2 separate regions of the Arachis hypogaea genome follow, and region 2 is linked to region 1. The links are chromatin contacts, called in public Hi-C maps. All regions are on one chromosome and are shown on one strand. The core of a region is the stretch at or near the end of the contact, and the rest is flanking DNA. Distances in the headings are between cores, read along the strand shown.

What was found. Hi-C and Micro-C count contacts between places; a contact is called where the count stands out from the background.
Region 2: a Hi-C map of leaf shows a contact between it and region 1, with 2.4 times the contacts expected there. The contact joins the promoter of LOC112720461 here to the promoter of LOC112720458 in region 1. A contact is called at or near these places in 2 of 8 Hi-C or Micro-C datasets (both in leaf).

What each region holds. Positions count from the first base shown.
Region 1 is chr11:18,198,234-18,203,407 of arahy.Tifrunner.gnm2.J5K5, forward strand. It overlaps LOC112720458 (pentatricopeptide repeat-containing protein At5g39350), which reads right to left and starts at 2,210. Exons shown (of 3, transcript XM_025771403.3): 1 at 1,912-2,210; 2 at 433-811.
Region 2 is chr11:18,447,284-18,452,457 of arahy.Tifrunner.gnm2.J5K5, forward strand. It overlaps LOC112720461 (protein REBELOTE), which reads left to right and starts at 2,604. Exons shown (of 16, transcript XM_072206553.1): 1 at 2,604-3,070; 2 at 4,237-4,284; 3 at 4,882-5,143.

The DNA of each region.
Region 1 (5,174 bases), core at 960-3,459:
CACAAGAGAAAGAAGAATGTTATGATTCCTTGGCCACAAGGAATATGACTACACCATCAATGAAGAGTGTACTTTTTGTTATCCTGTGGAGCTATATGCATGTCTATGTTGCCATTCATTTCATTTTTTGCCTGAGTCGTTTGGATGTTCTTGCATGTTATGTAGTCTTAGCCAATGGATGTAAATTTTCCTGCTTTTACCAACTATCTAATTGGCTATGCATTGTTCAATAGAGTGCTGCATGTTGTGAGATTGCCTTTCTTAAAAGAGTACGGAAAATCTTAAAACATCATGGCTATTTGGAGTGCAGAAAATTGAATAAAAAAATTAATACAAATTGTTTGTGCAGCATACATACACCAAGTAAAATCAGATTTCTATATAAAGTATAAACTAATTGATACTCGAGGATTCTACAGCAGAACAACATACCTCAGTTGCGAAGGAGAAATGGGTGCATAGTGCATACCATTTGACTAGGCTAGATCCATTCCATTTAAGTCTTGCATACTAAGCTTCTTACTTTGAAATATATCGATTCTATTCTTTTAATATAGCTCTCAACCATGGTGCACTTATTGTTGTAGTGCTAGCAAGCTTGGATAGAACTTCAAGGTCTGTGTTGACCGTGTTTGAGAAGTTGCAACAATAGAAAACTACTTCCGAAAATTCTACAAAGTTTGCATTTTGATGATTACACTACTTAAATGTTCTATTAATGCACCCTGTTTGGAGAATTTGTTGATTGGATCATGTCATATTTTAGAGAAATCAGTACCGAAGCAGTTATCGTAGTTATGCTGTTATGCAGCTGTTCAAACAAAAGAGATATAATGGTTAGATTCATTCTCTTTAACCTTTTGTTTAGATAATCAACCATTTCCATTCAGAATTTGGAAGATGGAAATGCCTGAAAAAAAAAAGCTTTGTATGAGGTTGTTATGTTAATATTATCATGATTTTACAAATTATAGTTATCATAACAAATACATGTTACATGCATGCTTTGAACTAAATACCTTCTGCAGGCAAAGTTGGTTTTCAACTATTTATTGTAACTAAATAAATTGTATCCCTAATCATCTAGCTTAAAACAAGTTAACAACACACTGAAGTTACACAAAGAGCATAACAAACAACAATGGCAGAACAATCACGAAGCATGAAAACAAATTCAAAAATCAATGCCTAATTTGGGCAATTCTCTTCAATGGCAGCACAATGGCAAAAGAAAGCAAGAAAACAAACTCAAACTCACGACAAAGGCGGAACAGTGATGAGACACCATGCCGGAGACATGACAGCAGAGCAGACCCGAGACTGCATAGTTGAGACACAACGGAAGAGCAAGACACCATGCAGCTTACCTAGACTTAACTCGTAAGAGTTTACCTACTACGATTTTTTTTGTTCCATATAAACAAAACAATCATAATACAAAAAATATATATCTTACAGAAAATTTGCTCAAATATGAGCATTCTAAGTTCATAATTCCACCATAAAGCACATGATAAATCAAAAATAGAAGTTTTCTAGTGCTATAGTGCATGAAGATCCTTCACAATTATGCAATAACAATTCATGCTTAAGCACTCTATGTTCTGATTCTAATATAACAATTTAACACACACAAGCATACAAACAAAGCATGATTCCTAATCAACATTCTCAGACAGCTTGATTCCTGAAAAAAATGTATAACACTCCAACTAAATCAGAATCATTGAACAGCCACAACCCTCCCTAATCAACAGAATAAGTAACTGCCATAATAAAATAACAGAGTATCAATGATCAAATTTCTAACACTAACAGAATAACAAACTAACAGGTAACACACTAACAATTAAAGAAATTCTATTTCTAATTTTGAAATAGATGTGATGGAGATGGAGAATGAAGATGTACCTGAATCTGAAGGGGAGAAAGGAAGGAGAAGGCACGGCGGAGAAGAAGTAGAGGCGAAGACGAAGCACCACCGACGACTAATGGAGGAGATACGGGAAAAGCAGAACGACGGTGAAAGACGGAGTAGGAGAAGAGGCGAATGGCGGAGCACCACCAGACGGCAAACGCGACGGGAAGGAGCATAGGTAGCAGCCGCGGTTGGATGTTGGGCTCTAGGGTTTAGCCATTTGGGCTTCATTAAGGTAGGCACGGGCTTTTGGGCCCGAAGAGAAATAAGTCCAAAACAACATGTCACTCATGAGGATTTTTTTTATTTAAATTAAATAAATATAGTATTTATAAAAATGAATAACGGTGAGGTAATTACAAAAATGCATCTTTGGTCACATCTCGGACGTTGAGAGGATTTTTTAAAAATGGGCGTATTTCGGATACATAGACCCCGTTCTGTGATAGAGTGACCGTGAGTCACATTTAGGGTGCACCCGGGATATGAACATGCGTTGATATTTGATACTGAGCATCCGAGATACGCGCATTTTGTGATGAGATCTCAGCATCCGAGATAAACCCAGCTTCCTAATGCCCCCTCAGCATTCGAGATGTAGTTAAGTATATAATTAGGGTTTTAACACTCAGGATATGCGTATTATGGTGTAGATGTCTATGCACCAAGATATGTTGTAGAATAAGTCTATTTATAGAGCCCATCCCAATACCTCCCCTCACACAATTCACAAACCAATCTTTTCTTTCTCTTTCCGTTTTATTCTGATGGAGAATAATCAATTCTTTTTTGTTGTGGTTTATCCCAATGGGATAGTCAGACACGGTGATGAAGGAGTGATTTTCGAGTCTGACAAGACTGTCATGTTGTGCACTTATCGGGTTGATAGCCTGGATGCGCTAAAGACAGTCATGCTAAGCAAAATGGGGGAGTAGGAACGAAGGAGGTTGGGTGGGTTGCATATAGATTTCTGAACACACCTTTCGAACGGTGGATTTACCAACCAATTATTTTGGATTGATGGGGATCAGCATGTCAGGGTAATATTCGACGTACATACACGGCTAATGCCGCAACATATAATGGAGTTGTATGTTGTGGTCTGTGACGTGGTTGTTGATGGTGGGCTGTCTCTTTCGAATCCTGAAGTTGTGACGCTCGAGGCGACACCGATCCACTATGCCCAGTGTAACAACTCATTACCCTAAGCCTTACCTCTAGCCGTAAAGCGAAGAATGACGAAGCGTCACGACAGTTCTAAAACTCATGTAGTAATAAATATAGAAGGAAATAGTAATACTAGAAGCTCGAGGAAGGAATAAAAGCTCAAAATCGCATAAAGCGGATTTACAAAGCGCGAAGCGTTCACACACGATAACTAAAAAGCGCAAAGCCACAAGATACAACATGAGACGTAAAATAATAATAATCAAAATATATATATATATATATATATATATATATATATATGTATGTATGTATGTATGTATGTATGTATGTATGTATGTATGTATGTATGTATGTATGTATGTATGTATGTCATAGAGTACTAGCCGCAGCCCGCAAAGTTTAGGCCGACTAGTCATATACAGACATAACAGAGTTTTTGAGTTAAACAACATATACAACTTATCTCTCAAAGTAGGTCTCTAAGGCAACAAAGTGCAAAGTACAAAAGTGAGAGAACTACAACATAATATCCAAAAGACAAAGAGGTAGCAAAAGATCCTCTGGTCTGTCACCATCCCACAGCTCACCGAGGTGGGTTACGACCTGCATCTGAAAAATAACAACAACATATGATATGTGAACCGGAGGTTCTCAGTATGGTAACATTTCCCAATATATAAGATGTAAGGTTCCGGGAAGCCAAAGGCAATCCTAGAACTTCACATCGATACACAAGCTTAACAAAATATATAACTTCAACTATAAACCATAACAGGGTTATCTAAATTTAGGGGATTTCTAACTAGTACCAATCACACCGCTGTATCCCACAGCCTTCGCTAACCTACCCTCCACACGATCTCATCGTCACCGCCTACCGAGCCTCCTTAAATCTAGTAGAAAACATAAGTAATGCAAACAAGTAAAGTACAAATAAAGTACATATGCAGCATGGAGAAAATTAACAAGTAGGCATATGATACATTTAGGCACAATAGAAATTAAACAAAACATACAAATAGATAGAAGATATATATGATGAATGCATGTCCTATTGGTTCGTAATATTACTTGTCAGTCCATAAATTTCAACCCAACACATTCTTTCGGATGTAGCTTTTCTGCCATACCAGGGATATAGTGCCCTGCACACTCTCATACTTAGCTCAAGGATATAGTGTCTGGCACACTTTCATGTTTAACCCAAGGTATAGTGTTTGGCACACTCTTGCAACAGAAAATGTTATCAATCATAATTCAACTAACCCAGGGATATAGTTTCCTGCACACTATCGTACTTAATCCAAGGATATAATGCCTGTCACACTCTCAACATTCAAAAAGTGTATCATTTCTTTCTGGGTTCTCAACTCATCATAACCATCATCAGTTTTCATTTTCTCAAATTTATCATCAACTATCATCACCTCTTAAGTTCTCTTAGTCATCTCCAATATAGTACTCTACCCGCTCACCCACAACTTCAGAAACTTAAGTCTCCGTCTTTTAAACTCATCCAGAAATTTACCAATTTATCTCACTAACTCATTCTCTATTATTCTTAGGGCCTAATTACTAATTAATAATCTTAAATAGTAGATAAAGAAGTTTGAAAAGTTAGAGAACCCTTGAAAAGTGAAAAAAAATTTTCAGCAAAACAGGAGCTGTGCGTACGCACACCCCTGCCATGCGTATATATGCGTTGAAAAAAATGAGGGTCGCGTACCCGAGATTCTTAACCCGAGAGGAATCCCCGCATCACATGTTAAAACTCGGGTACATATAGCCAAAATTCACATGCTCGCGTATGCAACACAATGTCCGCGTATGCGAGACCCCCAGGCAGTGGAGAATGTCCGCGCCGCGTGCACAGGTTCGCGTATGCATGTTGCATTAGACTCAAAAAAATTTTAATGTTGCAGAATTTTAGTTGTAAACACCATACTTTAAACGCTCATAACTTCCTTTACAAAATTCTATTTTCCTCAAACTTTATACCATTTTAAATTTCTTTAAACCATCTTCAATTTAAATTAAAATTCAATCAATTTCAAAAAATTGAGACTCAAGTTATGACCCTCCAAAG
Region 2 (5,174 bases), core at 1,354-3,853, 250 kb after region 1:
GATGGAAAGTAATCGTACCTGAACAATCAGCTGCTGCAGCGATGACGATCACTCACCAATGTCTCAGCACACCGATTCTCAACCTCCCCAATGGCGACAATGCTTTCTGTTCGCACCTACGTCTGAGGGTTTCGCAGCAATGTTTCAGTTCTCAAGTGTTTCAAGGAAGTTTATGCGTTGCTTCATGAGGAGGTGTGCACTTCGCGGGAATGAACATTAAGGGAGAGAAACCGCAAAGGGCAGAGTTGTCATTAAATTTTATTTTTGGTGCGAAAGGACCATTTTAATACAACTGTCAACTTCGGGGATGATTTTGTTTTAAAAAAAAACTTAGGGACGAAACAAATTTTTGACCCCTACGTTAGGGACCAAAATTGAACTTAACCCTTTATGTTATGTTATATAATTACTGTTTGAAATCTGAATTTAGGATTGCTGGGTTTGGAAATATCTATCTTTTATCATGTTAATGTTGTTAATAATGTATGTGGCAAAATTATGTTTGGTGCTAAGAAATACACAAACTCAAAATGAATGAAAGTTCTTGTTTCAATATTGCATTTTAATTTCATGATTGCATAACACAGTATCTTATATTAGCTTATACATAACAAAATTCAGGATCCTAAAGTTCTATTATCTATTGTTTGTTTACTAAAAAGCTAACCAAACAAGCAACAAGACCAGTAGTGATAGTCACTGCCAAAAACACTATAACCATCATCATCATCTTTAGTGACCTAATATCATTCTTCAAATTTTTTAGCCTCCACTTAAACTCATTCACCACTTCTTGCTGAAATTGACCAACACCTTGTTGTCCATCGTATCCATCAGCCTAACGAAAAAAATTACAATGGCTTCCATACTACAAAGAAAAGAAATAAATGCTGAAAGAGAAGAAATAAATGCTAAAATCAGCTTTCCTCAATGTATGAAACATGAAATTTCTTGGACAAACTACAAACCTCATAATTATGATAGCCATGACATGGTCTTCTTGGATTTTTTGGTGTTTTCAAAAACTTGATTATTGCTCGCAAACCGTAGTTGCAAAATACTGCATTCTTGGCAGCAACTCTGGGTCGAATGCCTTTCCTCCCACTTGAGTAGTTTCTATCTGAGCTTCCTTGACTTGTATCTCCACCATCCATCATTATTCAACAACCATGCGAAGATGATTTTCAGATTCGAGATCTCTTAGACAAAGAGAAGAAAAGAACGAAGATGATCTCAAATTTAGGGATTTAAGGTTTTAAATTTCATGATGGGATTGATTTGAGCACAAACAATTAATTTAGAACACCATTTTTACATGTTGTAGTGTCTACGTCAAACTACTTATTAGGCAGCCAGTATGGCAGTTAACATCCCACATCAGCATCTCATTAATGTCAGTTTACTAAAGGACTAACGAGGAATAATATTTTGTAATTTTGGAAACTTATTTGGTAATTTTTTAAAGTCAAGAGTATAATTGAAGCACGATTAAAAATTCAGGGACCAAATATGACATTTCATCCGAAGGAATAAACCAAATATGTATTGACAAATGAAAAAGACAAAGTCTCACGTAAAAAAGATAAATTAATTAAGCTAATCATATATGTATGAAACTATGAATCGTTGCATGGCATGGGGAGGCAATGACTGGTGAGGATGCATAAATAGTGGCATCATGACAGCGATGAACTCCACTAATTGCAGACTATTTTTTAGAAGAATTGTATAGGATATGATATGAAAATGAATATTGTGTGATCCTAAACTTGTATGCGAATCTCAATTTAATCTCTAAAATTTTAATTGTCTCTATTTAATTTTTAAATTTGACAAACGTAACTAATGTTAGTCCATAAAATAATTTTTGCCACTTAGTTAACAGAATGCTAACGTAGACAGTCGAATACCATGCTAGACTCTATAAAATGATGTCAATTTAGTTTTGACACTTAAATAGCTCAAAAACAACATCGTAATAGTGTTTATTAAAACTTTTTCTCCCAAAATAAGTATAGAATATGGTTTTTGAACTATTGAGTGTCCAAACCAACTGCATCATTTTAAGGTTCAATGTGACATCTGACTGTATATCAGTAGTTCATTAATGTTTGTGTGTAGAAAATTATCTCAAAAACTAATGTAAATCATGTTTGTATAATTTGGAGACTAAACAGAGACAATTAAAATAATTTAAGGAGTAAATTAAAACTAATGCATAAGTTCAATAGTAAATAATAATAGGCCAATTCTATAGTGTCTATGAGTTTTTGTCTAAACTTTGCCTAACTTACTTTTTGTAGTAAGTTTTGATTTTTTAAAAATTATTTATTCTTATATCTTTTAAATTAAATAATAACTTTTAACCCTTTTTAGTAAATAGGCACCACTTTTTAGGCACTATAACATTCACCATAATAATATTGCAACTAAACTCGATATTACCCAATGTTTTGAAAATTGGACCGGACCGGCTAACTGTGAACCGGCAGTAATCGTGGTCCGGGTTGCTCCCTGAAACCGTTTCTCAAAAAACCGGAGAAGAATTACGGAACAGTGAACCGACCGGTTTAAAAGAAACGGGGTCGTTTTTTGGAAAATTTGGCTTATTTCCCTCTTGGTTCTGAAGCTCCTTCGTTTCTTTCTCCCTATCTCCCTCCCTTTATTTCATTCGCAGAAACTCAGCCAAAAAACCCTAGCACTGTAAGCCTACACCGCCGCAAGGAGTGGCATACTGCCGCCGTCCGTCCTTCTATCTAGCTTCCCTCGTGGTCCAAGTCTTCAACCCCTGTTCACTGTCACCGATCGCAGCTGCTTCCTCGAGCTCGGCGTCCGTCGTCTTTGTCTGCCCAGCCGCGCTTCCGCCGCCGTTTGTTTGCCGTTCACGTTCGCGTCTTCGTTCGCGTTCTTCGCCGTTCAAGTTTGCTCGGCGTTCACCGTTCGCATTCACTCGCCGTTCACCGTTCGGGTTCGCATTCGCGTTCGTCTGGAAGCCACGTTGCTCTGCTTCAAACTCTGCCCAACCCGCGCGCTCCACCTAGCCGTCGAACTGCTCTCTTTTGTCGCCGCTGTGAGTTCCCTAAACCCGCCACCAGACAATCCACTCACACAACACCAATACGCTGCTTCAAACTCTGCAACTTCTTATTTCTATTACAATAAGTAACTATTTGATTTGGTAGTGGTTTGGATTTTTTTCATAGACTGAATTAAAGTATACAATAGTTATGTTCTCTTCTCTATCACATTGAAATTAAGCTTTGAATTCTCTTATTTCGTTTTAAGTTTACCGCACTCAACATGTTTGATGAAATGCTTTAACCATATTTCGGGTTGGTTTATCATTTCTAGCTTTTAGAAACTTAGTAAGTTGATTGCATGTGAAATTAGAATATTTGGATCTTAGTAATTAGGAAATTTTAGCTGCACAAATAGCATCTTTGTAGAAAACATATTAGCATGATGATTCCACTTGCATTAGTGTTCTTCTGGTAAATTTTAACTGTAGTGTGAACTTGTTAATTTGCTAATTGTTCGTGTTGTTGTTCTGTTGTTCTTCTGTTATTTTATTTTTTTTTTGTTTTTGTTGTGATTCTCTGTTCTTGAACTTGTTAAGTTGATAATTTGCTAAATTGTTGGGCTGCTGTTGTTTAATTTGCTAAACTGTTAGGTTTCTACGATATAATTTGTTGGATTTTCTATTAAGGTCTTGTTCTTGTTTATTTGCTAAATTGTTGTTGTGTATTTATTGTTGTCTTTGAGATTCTTGCTGGATATTGGTGATCATTGATTTATTATATGCTTCATGTTTTCATTGTTTTCTTCTTCTGAAGGGAAAAAAAATTCTGTTTTCATTGTTTTGTTGATTGTTTGTTTTGTTTCAGAAATCAATTTTTTGTGATCAATGCTCAAACTCTAAATGCTGTTCTGCTGGTTTTGCTGTGTTTGTTTTGTTTCAGAAATCAATTTTTTGTTATCAATGCCCAAACTCTGAATGTTGTTCTTCTGTTTTTGTTTTGTTTCATAAATCAATATTTTGTGATCAATGCTCAAACTCTGAATGTTGTTTTGCTGTTTTTGTTTTGTTTCAGAAATCAATTTTTTGTGATCAATGCTCATACTCTGAATGTTGTTTTGTTTTGTTTTAAGGTTGTGTTTGGAAGAGGTGATTGATTTCTGAGTGTTGTTTTGTTTTTGTTTTAAAGCTGTGTATTGTGTTCAATTTTCATTTTGCAGGAAATTTTTTGAGGTATATAAGAATTAAGAAGAAAGACTATTTCAACGGTATTATTCTGTTTATTCTGGTCTGCTACAAGCTTGAACATAGAATTGAAGAGAGAAGCCCTTTATTATTTCATCATTGGCCTATTTTTGGCATTGCATATCATTGTAGTTTGTTTATTCATAGAACTAGTTGTTTATGCTCCCCTTTTGAAGTAAAAAAACACAGTAGAAGAGTGTTTAGATCCAGTTGCTTTATTCATTGAATTTTTATAGAATCAGGCGTTTATTATAAATCGGTTTTTCCAGTTGAACTATGGTTGAACCAATGTACTAGTGAACCAGTAACTAAAACAGTTCGATGACCGGTTCGGTTTTCAGAACCTTGATATTACCCCTTTTAGATAGAAATTCAGATGCAGTTAACTTCATGTAAAATTAATAGTTAAGAGTTGTTAAATGATAATTTAATCAAACCTGTCAAATTAATTCATAACTCTCAACTATAAACTTCACATAAAATTAATTTCATTTGAGTTTTCACTCTTTTTATTAAAAATAAATAAAAAATTAATATATTTTTTTAAAAATTCATCTGATGATTAGGGTTTTCTTTTTGCTGCATCCCGCCTACACTGATTCTACTATTCTATGATACAGCGCCACTTTCACCAATCACCACCGGAGAGACCAGACTGTCTTCTTCTTCCTTGCAGAGTGCCAGACTCAACAATAATTGCTAGCAGCTGCAGGCGCCACCCTGCCTCCAGGCTTCAGCCTCAGCTTCTCCTTGCCGCCGTCGCCGTCCTTGCCTCACCGGTCACCATTTTTCTGCCTCACGTCCTCCGCCAGCGCCCAGCCTCATCTCCTTCACCTCCTTCGCGGCCAGAATCTCCAGACTCCACGCCTCCGCTCCTCCTTGGTGAGTTTCTGTTATTTTAACTTTTCAATTT